Linked DNA regions of Sus scrofa: all the other regions are linked to region 1. Evidence: chromatin contacts called from public HiChIP or PLAC-seq data. All regions are on one chromosome and are shown on one strand. Each heading gives the region's core, a stretch centred on a gene start, on an enhancer-like site or on the middle of the called end of the contact. The rest is flanking DNA. Distances are from core to core; before and after follow the strand shown.

Region 1 (4,418 bases), core at 1,801-4,300:
GGTGCAAGGATGATGAGGGATGTGTATCTAGAGGAGACTCAGGAAAGGTCAGCCTTATCCACCTGACTCCCAGATGGTGAGTAAAATAAATATTTACTCTTGTATGTCATTGAGATTTTTTTTTTGTGGTTGTTAACCTACTAATAGCTAACTGATACATCCTCCTCCTTGAAATACATCCTTTGTTGAGTTTCCTCAGAATCACCATTTTTTCTTCTAGCTTCACAGGTCATCCATCTCAGTCTTGCTTGCTTGTTTTTCCTTTACCAGATCTCTAAATGTTGTAATGGCTTCAGTCTCTGCCCTCTTTCTTTTAGTTTTACTTTTTCCCTAAGTGGAATTATCCAGGCCCATGGCTTCTGAACACTGTTTACATGCTGGGTTTCCAATTTAAATCCTAAGGAGAGATGCCCCTGAACTCCAGACTCAAGCTTGAGTACACATACCCACCTGGCGTCTGACAGGTCTTGGTGTGGCCAAACAGAACTGCTGTCTATCCCTTTCCCCCGGCATGGGCATCCTGTCCACACAGTTATCCTAAAAATGCAAGTGTCATCCTTGACTGTTCTCTTATGTCACAGGTCTAGAAACCTCACCATCCCCACAGCCACCGCCGTGCTTTTACTTTCTCTTGCCAGAATGTCTGCAACTGCATCTTCACTGCTCTGCTCTTCCTCTGCTCCTTGTCCCTGTTCTGCCAAGCCACCAGAGTAATCTTTCTAAAACGTAAGTGGAATCTCTTCTCTCCTGGCTTAAAATCCTCCAGAAGTTTCCCACTGCAACCAAAATAAAACTCACAGTCCTTATTTTGGCCATGAGGACATGATGGTCTAGTCCTTGCCTACATCTCAAGAGCCCTCGCATTCTTTTCGTTCACATTGCTTCAGCAACAGTGGCCTTCTTGGTGTCTCCTGAACTTAACAGGTGCATTCCTGCCTCAGAGCTCTTGCACTTACTATCCCTTCTGCCTGGAGCACTCTACCCAGATCTTCACGTGGCTGCCTCCTTCCTCCTCTGCAGAGAAGGTCTCAAAGAGCCTTCCCTGGCTAAATAAAGCAGCACTCACTAGCACCCCATCCCCACCACAGCTACATCACAATGATTAGCTACTTACCAACATCAGAAATTGTTTGGCTTTATTCCCTCCCATTAAGGCATAAAATCATTAAGGGCATGTTTTTGTATTTTCTGTTATATTCCCAGGGCCATGCCTTGCATATGGGGGACTCTTAGTAAATGCATGTTGAATGACTGAGGCTAGAACTGAATGGAGAAGGAAGTGACCAGCTTGATGGGGGAGGGTGTCCTAGAGGCAACTGCTGGGCCAGAGATAGGGAGGCTGCCAAATTCAGGGACCCTGAGGGGCTAGGCTGGCTACAAGGGAGGACACATGGCACACAGGAGAGCGGGAGGAGAAAAGCCTGCACAGTAAGAGGGTTTGAACACTTGAACGCTGTCACTCCAATTCCTTTGAATTAGTGGGTGCCACTGACAATTATGAATCAAGGACATGATATGTTCAAAGTAAAGGCTTTAAGATGATTAATATGGCTGAAGGGTATACATTTCTGAGTGTCTTTAACTAAGTGCTGTCCCCTGGGGGCACAGAATTTTAGAAGACAAAGACATCTAGAAGAATCTGGGAGCCCAAGGGAGCTGGGGATCTGTCCCCTTGGAGCGAGATGCAAGAAAAACCCATTATCCAACCTTTTAGGGACCAATATTGAGTTCCCAGTTTTGGAAGATCTCCCTGGGTAATTAAGGGTTTGTTGAGCTGCACAGCAGGCACTCGTACACGTGTTAGTGCGCTGGTGCCCCGTGTTCCTTACACCTTCCCCCCAACACACACGCACACACGCACACGAACAAAGAAATTGCTTTTTTTCACCCTGTGACTGAACACAGCTTCAGCAGACCCCCAGCTACGGATATCCCCGACCCAGCTCCTTGCCTTCCCAGCCCCCTCCACCCAATTCCATTGTCAGAGCGGAACAAAAGGCCCAAGGCATCCTGGGTTAAAGGATTTTAACTCTGCCAATCCCAGGAGGCTCCAACAAGAAGCAGCTTCCTGCAGGAGAAAAGTGACTGAGACATCTCCCCAGGGGACAGGGTTTTTTTTTTTTTTTTTTTTTTTCCTTTTTTCCTGGTCTGAAAAAAGAGAACCCAGCTGTCAATCAGATACCACCCCCCGCCCCCGCCAGCTTCCCTCCCCAGCCCCCACCCCGAGATTAGGAGCTTTCTCTCCTAGAGAACTCCCAGCAGCCTAACGTGTCTTTAGGTCTCTTCGCGGATGACTTCTATTTATGGCTGTCAGGCTTCCATCCAAGCCCTAGGGATGGTGCCCGCCACCACCACCAGACAGGACTTTCCCTCCCTCTGCCGCGCTCCTCTTCGTCATCCTGCCCCTGCATCCCTGCCTTCACCCTGTGCGGGTAATGCTGCCCTGAGCGCCCCGATTGCCCCCCCATCCCCACCTCCGCGACCACGCACCCCTGGTCCCACCCCTACCCCCACCCCACCCCGACCCTCGGCGCCATACGACGCTAGGGGCCAGGCGGCAAGCTGGGGCTGTCCGGCCGCTGAGGGCCATAGGTGGACCCTCCACCGACCCGCGCGGCCACCAGCTCCTGAACTTGGCCGAAACGAACCTGTCTATTGTAGCAAAAAGCTACGGGTTTGTTGGTTGCTAGCAAGGGCGTTTGCAGGACCGAGGTTCGGTGTGCTTTTTTCCACGTGCCTCTGTCCTAACCGGTGAGTAGCATCTGGTGAGCCCATGCTGGCTGTCCTGACTCCAGTCCCAGAGGTTTCCGGGACAAAACTGCTTTTGGTGTTAGACCCCTTTTGCTCTTTCTGGAACTAAAGTTCAGTATGCATTTTTTTTCTTAAGTTTTTCACTTAGAAAAGATACCGGGTAAATTAGAAACATGTTTGGGAAAGAAGTGAGCAATCAATGCTGGCATTTAAACGACACAAAAATGCCCACACCAGGCCACACGCCCAGGCGGACACGGCGCTCCCGGCGACCGAGCAGCGCCCTCTGGTGGGCTCTCGGGGGGCCGGCCGTCCCCACCCTCAGTCTCCTGAGGGAGCGCGGAGAGCAGCTTCCCTGAGGCTGAGGAACTCGGGACCTTTCTTGGAAGGAAGGGAATTCAAACTGTGCGACGCCAAGGTCCTGGGAGATGCCTTTTGTGGTTCCGGGGCTAGTACCCAGGCCAAGAACCTGATGAAGGGGCTAAAAATCCTGGTTCCATTCTCAGTGGCTGCCTGCTTTGATTCTTTTAAAAATTGAAATGCCTGGAAAGAGAGTAACCCCTAAAACAAGGGCAGGTGGCCGGCTCCGTCAAAAAATCACCAAGGTCACCACCAAAAGACACGATTCAACCATGGTATATACGTTATGTATGGCGGTAACATTTAATAAGTATCATTAAATGTATTATTAAACATTAATACTTATTATTAATAAGTATTATTAAATTCTTTAAAAAAAAGAATCTTTTTCCCCCTGTTAGTAGTTCCTGGGGGCATCCTTTTGTACTCTGAACAGCAGTGTTATTTTAGGCTGCCCCATCCCCAGTAGCCATTTCCTCTCTTTCAATTTGCCCCTAGTATTCTAGTTCCTTGTACATCCTACATACTTCTGCCCTTTGGCCAGCTTCTCCTCATCCTCACAGCTGCTACCTAAGTTGAGGTTCACACAGCTTATTTTCTGGATGGGGGGAACTCCAGTGAGAGCAGCTGGAGCCAATCCATGGCACACAGGATCCCAGGTCCACAGGACTGTCTTGGATCCTCTTTCTGCCCAACATGCAACACCAGCATGTCTGCCAAGAGGTGGCCACCTTCCCGTGGGCAGTAGAGTACTCCTGGTTTAGCTTCTCTAGCTGGAGTTTCTCCCCAGAAGAGTATGGAAGGCGGAAGAGGTGAGGGTGCTGGGTTTCTGAGAAAACAGGCAGTTCTCCCCCAGCCCCCCATTCTTTTCCTCTGAATCTCTTTTCCCTGTCTGAAGGGTTTCTACCTATCCATACTGTCTGGTGGGAGTTCCTCCAGCTTCATACCTTCCTTCTCTTTGAGCTATTTTCTGCTGTATTTATTGCTACACAACAAGCCACCCAGTAAAGAAACATGTATTTATTTGCTCCTCACTCTGTGGGTCAGCTGGGCGGTTTCTAGCCTGGCTCTGCTGGGCCTGTGTATGTGTCTATAGTGAGCTGGCAGGTCCCTGGATGGTTTAGGATAGCCTCACCCACACATCTGGTGGTTAGCACACTGTCAGCTGGGGTGAAAGGGCGAGTGGACCACTGACCAACAGTTGAGCCGACCCCAGGCTTCTTGCTGTAGCAGTGGGGTTCCGGATGGGGAGAGCAGAAGCCACAAGGCTTCTTGAGGTCTAAGCTGGGAACAGGCCACCCTTGCTT
Region 2 (4,624 bases), core at 1,173-3,672, 140 kb before region 1:
AACCACAGGAATTGGTCACTTAAGCTCAGTTTGCTGACTGTGGTTTTCTGTGCAGATGCTAGAGCCAGAGGTGGGAAGACGGTGAAGCTGGGTGTTATCAAGGAGCTTGTTCCCACCTCAGTGATACTGGAGTCAAAAGACATGGATTCCAGTCGAAGCTCTAGCACTGTGTACTCGGCTGGATGCCCTTCAACCAATCGGAACCTCTCAGAATTCTGTTTCTCTCATTTATAAAGGGGAAGAGCAGTTCTTCAGAAGACAGTTACAGCTGCGGGTGTTCAATAAAGTAATGCTGAGAGCACTTCAGAACCGCAACGCACCATACAAATCCAGGTGGTATCACTCCGAAATGCTCAAATAAATAGCTAGTGCTATTAAGAAGGGTTAAAATTCAAATTCCACCTTGTTTTCTGCCCCTATTATATCCACTGTGGAACAGACTGCAAGGCAATTACTTAAAGAGTTAAAAATCTAAGGCCAGCTTGGCTCTCCCACTGCTCTCCCACTGACTTCACTTATCTAACATCTGTCCTCTGCCCTTACTACTATGTGTTTACAATTACAAACAGCCTCTCGCAGCGACGAGAAACTCCATGTTGTTAAGTGATAGACTGGGACACTTTAGGCACCAGTTTTTGAAGTTCCAGCCGGGCTGGGCACATCCCCCGCAGCTATTCCTGTAAGTGGTGGGCACGGGCCTCCCCCAAGAGCTGCACTGGGGAAGCCCCGGACCGCGCACGCTGCATGGGCCCCTCCACCCCACCCCACCCCAGCACACCCAGACCTTGAGACTTCACTGCTCCCACAGAAATGAGGGGCTCTGACTGGCAGCTCTTACTTATTCTTTGTCACAGACAGAAAGAAGCAAGAGAGAAGCTAGAGAGTCGTGAGGCAGTGACCTGTTCCTTTGTTAAAGTAGATTTGACGCACTGCCCCCTAGTCCTTCAACCTGCTATAATTCTGAAAACCAGCAGTACCGTCTTTTAAAGGCAAAACTACTTTTTTCCATCGAGTGAAATAAGAAGTAAAATAAACAACTCTCCTGGTTCATTTTAAGGTATGGAATAAAATGTTTCTTTCACCGCCAAGGTACTTTGTTTCCTCGGGTATACTTTAGTCAACCACTTATACAGATGCTAGCTTATTAAGGTTGATGAACAGAGTTATTTTCTGATTATCAGAGTTTCATTTAAAAGGCCTTTTTGAGGGCCTACTATGTACCAAAGTGCAATTTTAGAAGGCCTTTTTTTTATGATATTTGCCTTAACACATAGGATTTAATCACATTTTCTGTCAGGGGTAAACTAAAATCAACATTAGTTTGCATTCCCTAAACATACACATCACAATCAGGGGAGCTGGCTCAAGTTGTGGCATTCGGCAGAAAAGTTAACGTCCGACTAATTTACCGTGGATGGTCCCCACACATCTAAACCCTCTTCCTGCCTATTCTTCAATGTCACGTTGAAAAACCGACTCAGAGGCAAAAACAGAAAACCCAGAATCATCTACAACCTGAAGTATTCCCAAACGACTATAAATCATGAAAGGTCATTGTTCTTTTTCACGTGAGAAAGACAACTATTTATACAACAAATAAGTTATATTTTAGCCAGTAGCTCAACCCTCCCCTCCTTCCCAATAAAATTCTAATTTCGAACTAGTTGAACGACCCCTTCATGTTGGTTTTGTCTCTTCCTGTTAACGACACAAAAGAATTAGGATCATCCATCCTCTCATTTTATGTAGCTTTCAGAGGCCAAATAAAGAACAGGATCATCTTGTTAATAAATCTTTCCAATTAGGCTGGTGAGTGCAGAGTTATGCTAGATTTCTCAAAAGGATCTCTCTGAGGCGAGGGAGTGGGTTAACGTATTGTCTGGGAGTTCCCAAGTGCAACAAGACTGTATCTGATTTTAATGCACAGATGTCTTGACTGGGAAAGAACTCATAAATCATCATCCCACACATTTTAGATGGGAGAGGAAGTGGCAGAATAGAACAATTAACAATTACCGAAGAAGTTATTTAAAATAGGAAAAAGAGAGACACAATATTCTTTAGAAGGCCTGAATTGCAGCCACTGTATCACGGGCTACTTTTTAATTCTCTAGACTTGCATGAGCTCATTTCTAAAATAGGAATAACTACCATTCTGCTCATGACACGGGTGTCTTGTTAGGATTATATGTGAAAATTCAAGGTCAGGTCCTTCACAAACCATTTTAAAGGGCTATGCCAGTATTCCTGACGTCAACCAATTTCTCTGCCCTGCGTTTATTCAAGTGTGAGTGAAGATGATCAAAGCCAGTGACAGGCCTTCAGCAGACCTGTCAATTGAGAATCTCTAAAGTGGGTCCACTATCACGGCTGCTGGGGTGACGTCAGGCTGTTGTTTACAGGAGAAGAGAGGCTGCCAATTTCCACCCAGCAGAAGACCGCAGCAGCCAGCCTCCTTTGGCTGTGTGTGAGCAAGAATGGACTCTTTATGTGTGGCATGTGTGGACATGCAGTGGTTCACATGCGGGGCACCAAAACAAGAAGACAGCTTTGTGCGTGCGCACCAGCACACGCTTCTCGCCTGGAGTTGTCACTGAGAAGGCGAAGCAAAGTGGATCAAAATGCAACTTTCACTTTTGTTACTCTGAAGGAGGAAAAAAAACTGCCACTCTCAGAAACTTCACCTTGAGATTTTTTTAAAAAGCATTTTTAAAGCAGAACGATTGATCCTTCTACTTCTTACAGACTCCTCCTCACATTCTACAAACATTCAGTAACAAAAAGAATTGTGGAAGATATATTTCAAAGGATATATTCAGATGGCAGCAACTGAGTTTTAAAGGAACAACTTCCTTTTCAGCAGAGTTGGAGTTGCTTCCTCCTATAAGTTCAGGAAGTACTGACTCAAGTATTAACACACTCTAACCGAATCCACTTTGGGGAGATATTTTGTTAAGTTTATTACTATAAAAGAAAAAAAAAATCTGGCTTATTAACATATGCCCATTCATGAAATTTCCTGGCAGAAAGCAATCTAACATTAAATCAAATTTAGAAGGGCCAAAAGAAAATAGGAGATGCATTCATTATACTCTCTCTTCAATTATCCATCACCTTCTGGGACAGCAGTCAAATCAGGAATAATATGGGAAGCAGATCATGTTTACAACTGGCACTGAAACTTTACTTCAGACAATAAATCTAGTCTAAATCGTTAAGGTTGGAACACTGAAGAAGAGATGTGGGAAATATTTTTGGAACCTGGAAGTGTGTTTTCTTTGGTCCTGTTGTAAGAGTGTATATCTGAAAAGGAGAAAAAGTACTGCTCAAGAATAAAATGAAACTGAGGTACAATCCTGGGTTCTATTTTTTGGCCTTGTGGATGATTGTAGTATAATTCTCGGTCAACTACTGAACCAAGATGTGCCTTATTCTTAGCATCTGAGAAATGGGGATGATGATGGCAAATATTACTTTCCAAAATTTAGGAGAACATAAGAAAAAAGATAATGAGTGGAAGTCTCACACAACGTTATGTTACAGGAATTAGAAAATAATAGCCACATGGGCTGAGAATCCTGCCTGATATTGGCCAACTCCTTGGAAAGCTGGGGAGGAAAGTGTGCTAAACAAGTAGGAAGTGTTATTAGCACTTCCTTCATTTTATAGTTAGACATAACAGTAGCATGAAATACATGGCACCAGTTCAATTTTTCCAGGGCTGGTTCCAGCAAGTAACATTGGCCACATATTCTTAAACACATAAAGAAACTTGACGGGCCATCCTGGGCACCTTCTTTAATGTGAAGGCTTAAAAAGGGATGCCTTTCTACTTTGCAGAAAGACTTGGAGTAGTTTTAGTTTATATATTACACATTTGGATATACCGTTGGCTGTTGTCAGCTTCATTTCTTCATGTGCTGAAGGACACCTGATCACACAGGTCAGTGATGCTACAAAACAATGACAGCAAAACGGTGGCACACAGTAATGTGAATAGTCTGGATGTCAGGGATGTTTTAAATGTATAGGAACTGTGCTGCCTGAATGGAGCAGTGATTAAAGCAGAGCATCACACACCCTGAGCCAGAACAACACTCATAAACTTTATTTTTAGTTTAAAAGAGGTAAAACTGTGCATAAAGCAGTCAACTTGTCAGTCAAGGCAATAAGCAAGAGGAGCAATAAGAGAAATCAAACTGATAGCTATCCCCATACTTAATATGTTCCCCTGGACAACTTACTTAAACACTAAAATCAACTTTTTTTTTTTTTTTTTTTTTGTCCTTTTAGGGCCACACCCTTGGCACATGGAGGTTCCCAGGTTAGGGGTCCAGTTGGAGCTACAGCTGCCAGCTGGCCTAGGCCACAGTCAGAGCAACACGGGATCTGAGCCGCGTCTGCAACCTACACCACAGCTCACGGCAACGCCGGATCCTTAACCCACTGAGTGAGGCCAGGGATCAAACCTACAACCTCCTGGTTCCTAGTCGGATTCATTTCCACTGCGCCACAATGGGAACTCCTGAAATCAACTATTTTTGGACTTTATTTCGGTTACCCTTTCTGGAGGTCAAATTGACACGATCACTTTAAAGCAATTACAAATGCACCCTGAGAAAAT
Region 3 (4,295 bases), core at 272-2,771, 200 kb before region 1:
AGCTCCGATTCAACCCCTAGCCTGGGAACCTTCATATGCCGCGGAAGCGGCCCAAGAAATAGCAACAACAACAACAACAACAATAACAACAACAAAAAGACAAAAAAAAATAAAAATAAAAAATAAAAAAAAATCTGTATAATTACTTATTTATACACTTTATAAAGCATATTGACATCATCTTATTCGCTCCTCACACCCTAAAGCCCCAAGAGCCAGCTACTACTATTCAGCTTTACACTTGAGGAATTGAGGTTCCAAGAAAACTTTCTCAAGATGCCACAATGACCAAGCACAAAGCCTAGAGTCTCAATGTAGTTTTTAATCTTCAAATTCACTTTACTTAACCATCTAATGAAGAGTCTTTGCCAAAGCAATTCAGATGGGAACTTTAATCCTGGTGATCTATCGATCCATTTATCTGTGTATCTACCTATTTATAAAGCAGCAAAATTTTAACATCTCCTTTAAAAATATATCTTATCTTTTTCTTTTTAATATGCCCACACACCGGCTGAGTTTCCATAAACGGCTTTAGTTCGGAGTGGGATTTTATGACTGAATCTTAAACACTTAAATAAATAGAAAATGCTGAGATGGTCTAAGCTAATAAACAAAAGCATCAGCTCTAAAAACAAAAAGCTCAACATGTATAGCTTTTATAAATATTTGGGTGCTATATGAAATGCTGCAGTTATCCCAAGGGTGTATTTTATTTATATTTCTTATGGACTACTATGCTTCCATGTAATTTCAACCCACATACATTGATGACACACACAGAGCTTAAAATGCCATGATTCATCTGGCTACCACAGTCACGCAGCTCAGTGATATACCCATTGGACATGAAGCTGCACTCTGCGTAATGTACATTCACGCTCTTCTGCTCCCACTGTGCGTTGCTATAACTCCCGCAAAGCATACTCATCCACCTCCGACCCACCCTCCCACTTGGAGGAGAGCTCCTGCCATGACTGAAGTAAACAAAAAAAGATTATATAAAGCACCCTTCATCAGAAACCATCTTTTCCATGTTAACAATTCAAAAAAGTATTCCTTTTGAGTGGGGCCACTTTCATACCATTACCTTTTGCTTCTCTGCAGAGAAACCAAAGTACAAAATACAGAGTTTTTTGAGATTATTGAACATGTAATTAAGCAAACTATAGTCAGGATTTTCCGACATGCCTAACAACACAAACTCTGGAGTCAAGTAGTCCTGAGACAGACAGGGTTTCAAGTTCCAGCTTGACCATGTGCTGGCGATCTGACCTTAGGCAACTTGCTTAAGCTTCAATTTTCTCAACTGTGAAAAGGAGACAGAATTGGGACCTGAGGCATGGTGTTATCACGTGGGTTAAGTGAGATTATGTATGCAAAGATGTTAGCACAGCCCCTGAAAATAGTAAACAAAGGTAGTTATTTTTGTTATAATGATTACTGAAGTACATAACGCACATTAAATTCAATGCTGTGCCAGTGGCCACTGGCCTAAGAAGAGCTCCCTTGCTCCTCCCCAGCAGGCCTGGTCATGGCTGCCAACTGTGATGAATCTTAGGTGCCGGTCTGGGATATACACTGGAGATGAGATGGTGCTCCACTCATTTAAGGCATTAGGTCAGACCAGAGTACAAGAAAAAGGCATTTTTCTTGAATAAATCTCATTGTATGACTAGCATTCAAAATGTAACTCTGTCTCTGCAATTCAATATAAAACCAACTCCAGCTTTTTTTCCCTTTGTCTAACAAACGTTTACTGGCTATCCACTGTGTCAGGCCCTAGGCTAGCCTGGGAACTTCCATGTGCCATAAAAAGGAAAAAAAGAAAAAAGAAAGAAAGAAAGAAAAAAGGAAAAAGGAACTGAGAGGATGTTAAGATCTCTGGATTATTATTTGTAATTTCTTCCTCCTCATCCCTCTGCTTTAATTATATTCTGATGGGAAAATATGTACATAACAAAGCACAATAAAGAGTAGGAAAAATGAGCTACTTTCTTCAGTGGCTTTAAAATATAAGTAACAGGAGCAGCCAGCACATCTCTTCCTACTTTCATTGCTGTAAATGGCCTACAATACATTTTTTTTCCACCTTAAAAAAAAAAAAATGCCAGTAATGTTTGGCAAGCCAATGTAAAGAAATGAAAAACATACACAAAAAAATGTAGAAAGCTTTAAGTATCATCAGGAGTAGATGTACGCACTTTCTTTAATACCCATTATACCTCTATGCAACTGAGCCTCAGATCTCCAACTGAAAAATACTGGTGCCCATCATAGATACAAATATCTCCTCTGGTCCATGCTTTTATCCTGTTTGATGGATTATAAGCTTGAATGGTACATTAGGATTTACATTTGACAATGACTAAAGAAATACTAACTGGAGTTCCCATCGTGGCGCAGAGGTTAACGAATCAGACTAGGAACCATGATGGTGGCGGGTTCAATCCCGGGCCTTGCTTCTGTGGGTTAAGGATCCGGCATTGCCATGAGCTGTGGTGTAGGTTGTAGACGCAGCTCGGATCCTGAGTTGCTGTGGCTGTGGCTGTGGCCAGTGGCCACAGCTCTGATTAGACCCCTAGCCTGAGAATCTCCATATACCACAGGAACGGCCCTAGAAGAGGCAAAAAAAAAAAAAAAAAAAAAAGAAAGAAAAGAAAAGAAAAGAAAAATACTAACAGTGGTTGAAATGACTAAGAGTTTATATATTTTTTTCTCACAATATCTGAAGTATGGGGTTAGCAGCTCAGGACTTCAAAGATGGTTCAAAAACATCCTCATGGTACTCAGGGTCATAAGAAGGCTGCTATCCACCAGCTATTTCATCTACATTCTATGTAAGAATAAAGTCAGAAGTCTTTGCTTTGTGAGGCTTTGTCTTTTTATTCAAGAAGGGATATTCTCCCCTAGGGACCTCTACCCACATCTTACAGAAAAGAACAGAGCCAAAACATAGCCAGCTCATCTAGAAGGTAGCTTAGCACAGAGCTACCCCAAATAGAACCAGAATTCTCTTAAAACAGAATGAGGGGGAGAGGATTCTGGGAAGATGGCAGAGCAGGAAGCACCACCAATCAGTCTCTTCACCTACACAATAATCTCGCTGGCAGAATCTGAATGATGTAACTATTTTGGAACTCTGGAGTCTGTGGAAGGCTTACAACTTTTAGGGCAAGACTTATATGGTAAACTGCAGTAAATTTTAGTTAATTTCAATCAATTACAGCTCTTAGTGCAGTAACAGCTAGCCACTCTCCTACCCCAGCTGTACACAGGTTCCTCTAGTAGCTTATAAGTGCCGAGGGAGCAAAAAGGACACTGTCCTCTAAATATTAGGGGTCTGTTTTGACTGTTGCTTCTAATGATGGAAGTGAAAACAAAAAGGTCATAGCAATTGTTACTGTGACTGCCCCTAATTATTATAAGCCCCTCTCCCTTCCCCTTAAGTGACTTCCTGGGGATTTAAAAGACCAGCACCTACCCCCCAACCATTTTCATTTTTCACATTTTACTCTTGTTGTTAAAGACTTGGACATTAAAAAAACAACTTCAATAATAGGGAAAATAAGAACAGAACCATGTATGCCCATAAAAAGGCTCAGAAAAGATCTGAGAAGACCTTAAATTTATACCTCAGGCTGATCTATGACCTATCACATTCAGCCTCTCACATTCAAAAAACAAAACAAAACAAACAGGAGGTCCTGTTGTGGCTCAGTGGTTAACGAATCTGACTAGGAACCACGAGGTTGCGGGTTCAATCCCTGGCCTTGCTCAGTGGGTTAAGGATCCAGCGTTGCCGTGAGCTGTGGTGTAGGTTGCAGACGCAGCTCAGAGCCCATGTTGCTGTGGCTGTGGTGTAGGCCAGCAGTTACAGCTCCGATTAGACCCCTAGCCTGGGAACCTCCATATGCTGTGGTGTGAGCAACCCTAGGAAAGGCAAAAAGACAAAAAAAAAAAAAAAAAAAAAAAAAAAAAAACAATGCAGAAACAAGCAAACCTTGAGGAAGGGAGAGAGATTCTGATTTCCAGAGTCACCGCATTATTAGATTCAAATGTTCAGTGTTCAACAACAGAAACAAAAAAATCACAAGGCATACAAAGAAACAGGAAAATATGACCCATTCCAAGGATAATAAAAGAAATCAACAGAAACCATCCTCGAAAAAGACCTAATGGAGACATACTAGACAAAGACTTAAAAAACAACTATTTTAAAAATGCTTTAAGAACTAAAGGAAGGTGTAGGAGTTCCCATCATGGCACAGCAGAAACAAATCCAACTAGGAACC
Region 4 (4,235 bases), core at 998-3,497, 170 kb before region 1:
TTTTACAATTAAGACATATGGGGAATTCAAACATGTTAAACTCCATCTCAGAATTTGCCTATTCAAATACAGGCAGTCTAGCATAGTGATTAAGGCCTTGGAGGTGGATAATATGAGTACAGGTCTCAGCTCTGCCACATATTAGCTGTGAAATCTTGGGCAAAATAAGACCTGTTTTAGTGCTGTAAGGATTAACTGAATTAACTTGAATTAATTAAAAAAAGCACTTAGAGCAGTTCCTGACACAGAGAAAGCTCAGCAAGTATTAGCTATATATGACTAAGACATAAATGATTCTAGTACTCTAATATTATGAGCCATGGAACTAACGAAGCTAAATTTAAGTTCTAAGGCATATATTATTCAACTTATTAAAATTTTTTTTTTCTTTTTACAGCCGCACTTGTGGTACATGGAAGTTCCTGGGCTAGGGGTTGAATTGGAGCTGCAGCTAAGGCCTACCCTACAACCACAGCAACAGCAACAACACATCCAAGCCACATCTAGGACCTACGCTGCAGCTTGTGGTAACACCAGATCCGAAACCCAATGAGCTAGACCATGGATTGAACCCAAAGCCTCAGAGAGACAGTGTCAGGTTCTTAACCTAAGCCACAATGGGAACTCCTACTTTTAATTCTTTGAGGTGCTTTAAAGCTCTGTGTTTAACTAAATATAATTCATAAGATTGTACAGTAAGATTTTTTCAAAGAGCTCAGAGGCTTAACCTAGTTATTTATATTCTGAGCCAAATAATATCTGGTATTATTTTTTTCAAATAGACAGTCTCTAAAAGTGGGTATGTTTATCAGTTACAGGTTTTATTCTGAAAAAAAATTTCTGCAAACAGGATACATACACTTCAAAGAAGTGGTAATGAAGAATTTATGCCAATAATTACTACAAATTTGAAAGGACCATTGCAAAATCTAACTATATGAACAAGCTAGTACCAAAAAATGCTCTAATCTTAGATGTATATTTTTCCCCTCCATTTTATCAAAATGAAGCTTCTTTTATTTCTCTATCATTCCACCTTTAGCCATTCTTTAATTTCATTAACACAACATTAGACTTAGCTTCACTGTTCCTTTTCAATAGGGATGCTCCTTGAAACTAAATGTCTCTCCAATTTTGTAAAAAAAAAAAATCATAAGGCCCCAAATCCGGATAACTCGTCATATCACTGCATGTAAAAGAGTCTACGTTTAACACATAGCATTGTTGGTTTTGGTAGAGATACTGTACAAAATTTACATTTCTAGAAATCTGCTACATCCCAATATATTGGCCATTTATCTTAGTGCAAAGACCATGATTTTGTGTGTTGATCAGTGTACAGACAATCTCTGACTTCCAATGGTTCAACTTAATGATTTTTCGATTTTTATGATGGTAGGAAAGCAATATACATTCAGTAGAAATTGGACTTCGAGTGTTGAATCTGGACCTTTCCCTAGGCTAACAATGCATGTTGCATGATGCTCTCTGGTGATGCTGGGGCAGGGGAGTCACAGCTCCCAATCAGCCACGTGATCAAGGGGAAACAACCACTACAATTACAACCAGCCTGGACCCACACAACCATTGTTGTTTCACTTTCAGCACAGTATTCAATAAATTACAGGAGATATTCAACACTGTACTACAAAAGAAGCTTTGTGTTAGATGATTTTGTCCAACTGTAGGCTGATGGAAGTGCCATGAGCACACTGAAGGAAGGCTGGACTAAGCTACGATGTTCAGTAGGTTAGACGAATTACATGCATATTAAACTTAACAATGTTTTCAACTTACAGTGGGTTTATCAGGAATTATCAGTTGAGGAAGATCTGTATTTGTTTAATTCTGAGATTTGAGAGAGACCCTTTTGAGACAGGTTTGATTATCTGAAAGTCATAAAGACAGCTTCCCTTTTCAGTCATGGACGTCTGAACTTTGACAGCAGCTGTTTCACCTGGTCCTCAACCTGAAAGGCGAAGATCATCTCCTGGGTCACCGTCTAATAAGGTCTAGTAAAAATCTTACCTTGTGAGGTAGGTTGTAGTCTAATATCATATCACACTTATGAATCGGCCCCTGCCATTGTTACTAAAACTAGCAACAATAATTTCAAAGAGTATTGACTGATTTCCATGGATCGACTTATTCTCACAATAAACCTTTGAGGCAGATAATACTTTCATGCTGACTTTATAGATGAGAAATCTGAGGAGAAGCGAGATTAAGCCACAGGGCCAAGTTGCACATACTGTGAGTGACAGGGACATGATGTGAACCCAGGTCTGAGCCAGGGCCCATGCTCTTAACCACTGTATTATACTCACTCAAGATAATTTTGGGCAAGCAAGAAATAAAAATAGAGTGGTGTGAGTTGCATCATCATATTTATTTTATGCAAATTCAACTATAGGGGCTCAATTAAAAAAAGAAAACTGAAAAATAACAATTTAGGTAGCACAGGCAAGTCCCCAACTTACTCACTGTATGCCAGGGACAGAGATGGGCAACTAATTCTTTTGTGCCCTTAGTCCATTTTAGTACTTAAGTACTCCTCCTTAATGACCCAAGTACTTCTCCTTAATGAGAGTATTTAATTAAGCTGAGTGTGGTTTTAGTGTAAAGAGACATTTTTTTATATGGCACTAGTTATATACAAGTCAACTATTTCATCTGGTGTTCAGCAGAAAAAAACAGTGATTATTCCACTGCTTCTAGGGAAAACTAGCTCTCTGGGGAAACAGAATGTCAGTCCCCACTGTGTACCTTGCAAAGGGGGTTATGAGAGGAGTTTTGACCAAATGCAATTCTTGCCTTGCATGCTAACTTCAAAACACATCTTCCACCTTAGACGCAACTCCACAGATATCTATCAGTGCTGCATGTGTTACTTCAAGAACCGTAACAGAGGCCAGATAATTACAGAATGCAACTCATGCTCATCTAGGCCATTACAGGGGCTATGCAGTCTTTTATATTCCCCAGAGCATCTGTTCAGTTTTTTCCCCACTCTGCACAAAACCCCAAATAGATCCACACCCCCTTCATAGTTAGTAGCTGACAACGACACTTATTTTATAAGAAGATGGGGGCTGTGCGGCAGCAATTCCCTCCATTTACTTTTATCACAAAACTCTGTATCCTCAGGCAGCCCCTCCTGCTACCGATTGGAATCTAGTCTTGCCATTTTACTGAAACTGCTCTCTCAACAGCCACTGATGACTTGGTTGCCAAGTCCAATCACGTCTCAGTCTTCATACTCTCTCTAGCAGTGATTCTCAACCCTGGCTACAGATTAAAAGTACAAAGAAAATACTGATGCTGATGCCAAGCCCCACCCACAGATTCCAAATTAACTGGTCCTGGGTTGGCAGAGGGCTGGGTACTTGCTCCTCAGGTGATTCTACAGGGTCAAGAACTAGAGTCTACAACCTTAACTCTATTCATTAAGTCACGCTTTCTACTTGAAACCCTTAGTCGCCAAGATATCATACTTGCTGGGTATTTCTATTTCTCCCATGGTTATTCTTCAAAATCCTTGTCTGGAGTCTGTTTCTCTGATTTCATTTGCTCTGCCAATGGTTCTTTTTCCTCTCAACCCTTCATTTAAGGTTTCTACTGATCCCCAATCTCCATGTCTAATCTTGAACTCAAACCTCAGCTCCAGATCCTCACCTCACACAGGCTGTCCCTCTGAATTCAGACTCCACATGTCCAAAACCATCATACTGTGCCAGATGCCTCTCTTCTTTCCACACAGTAGCTATTTCAAATGCTATGCACTTTTTCTCAAACCCCTCATTCCACCACAGCTCTCCTTAGACCAGAAAACCTTGCTTCTACTTCACAGAGGAAATAGAAGCCTTCACAGTCTCTTAATTGGACCCCAATGTGACAAACACCTACACATGCACTTTCTCTGTATCCCAACTCCTCTGGGGCTCTTGTTCGCAGCCACCCTGGAGACCAGGACCTATCAATTACTTCCTTTCCCTTTTCTGGATCCTTCCCATCAACATCTTAGGATACTGAAGCCTATCCCATTTTCAAAAAAGGAAATCAGAAAACTGTTTGGCTCCGTAGTCTCTTAGGTACCACCATTTCTCTCCTCTGTGCAGTCAAAATTCTTAACCAGTTGTCTACATTTACCTTCTCCTTCCTATTTGTTGCTCAATTCACTACAAATTTCCAAGCTACCCCTCCATCCAATTGGTACTTGGCACAGCCAGCAACAC

Evidence for each region. HiChIP or PLAC-seq counts read pairs in DNA pulled down with a chosen protein or histone mark.
Region 2: an H3K27ac HiChIP or PLAC-seq map of skeletal muscle shows a contact between it and region 1. The contact joins two enhancer-like sites. A contact is called at or near these places in 1 of 47 Hi-C or Micro-C datasets (fibroblasts) and 2 of 2 datasets of contacts at active chromatin or transcription factors (alveolar macrophages and skeletal muscle).
Region 3: a contact with region 1 is called in an H3K27ac HiChIP or PLAC-seq map of skeletal muscle. The contact joins two enhancer-like sites. A contact is called at or near these places in 2 of 2 datasets of contacts at active chromatin or transcription factors (alveolar macrophages and skeletal muscle).
Region 4: an H3K27ac HiChIP or PLAC-seq map of skeletal muscle shows a contact between it and region 1, with 2.7 times the contacts expected there. The contact joins two enhancer-like sites. A contact is called at or near these places in 2 of 2 datasets of contacts at active chromatin or transcription factors (alveolar macrophages and skeletal muscle).

What each region holds. Positions count from the first base shown.
Region 1 is chr3:77,070,198-77,074,615 of Sscrofa11.1, reverse strand. No RefSeq gene overlaps it. Among named protein-coding and RNA genes, the nearest start is that of SLC1A4, 100 kb to the right of the region's middle. Within about 2 kb of position 3,050, at least 41 of the 83 cell types and tissues checked have an H3K27ac peak or open chromatin away from gene starts, as enhancers often do. A contact at or near this core is called in alveolar macrophages and skeletal muscle, where this site is marked.
Region 2 is chr3:77,213,424-77,218,047 of Sscrofa11.1, reverse strand. All of the region lies in intron 1 of SERTAD2 (SERTA domain-containing protein 2), which reads right to left. Among named protein-coding and RNA genes, the nearest start is that of SERTAD2, 23 kb to the right of the region's middle. Within about 2 kb of position 2,422, at least 51 of the 83 cell types and tissues checked have an H3K27ac peak or open chromatin away from gene starts, as enhancers often do. A contact at or near this core is called in alveolar macrophages and skeletal muscle, where this site is marked.
Region 3 is chr3:77,269,862-77,274,156 of Sscrofa11.1, reverse strand. The region is part of intron 1 of SERTAD2 (SERTA domain-containing protein 2); the gene reads right to left. Among named protein-coding and RNA genes, the nearest start is that of SERTAD2, 79 kb to the right of the region's middle. Within about 2 kb of position 1,521, at least 1 of the 83 cell types and tissues checked has an H3K27ac peak or open chromatin away from gene starts, as enhancers often do. A contact at or near this core is called in skeletal muscle, where this site is marked.
Region 4 is chr3:77,237,148-77,241,382 of Sscrofa11.1, reverse strand. The region is part of intron 1 of SERTAD2 (SERTA domain-containing protein 2); the gene reads right to left. Among named protein-coding and RNA genes, the nearest start is that of SERTAD2, 47 kb to the right of the region's middle. Within about 2 kb of position 2,247, at least 1 of the 83 cell types and tissues checked has an H3K27ac peak or open chromatin away from gene starts, as enhancers often do. A contact at or near this core is called in skeletal muscle, where this site is marked.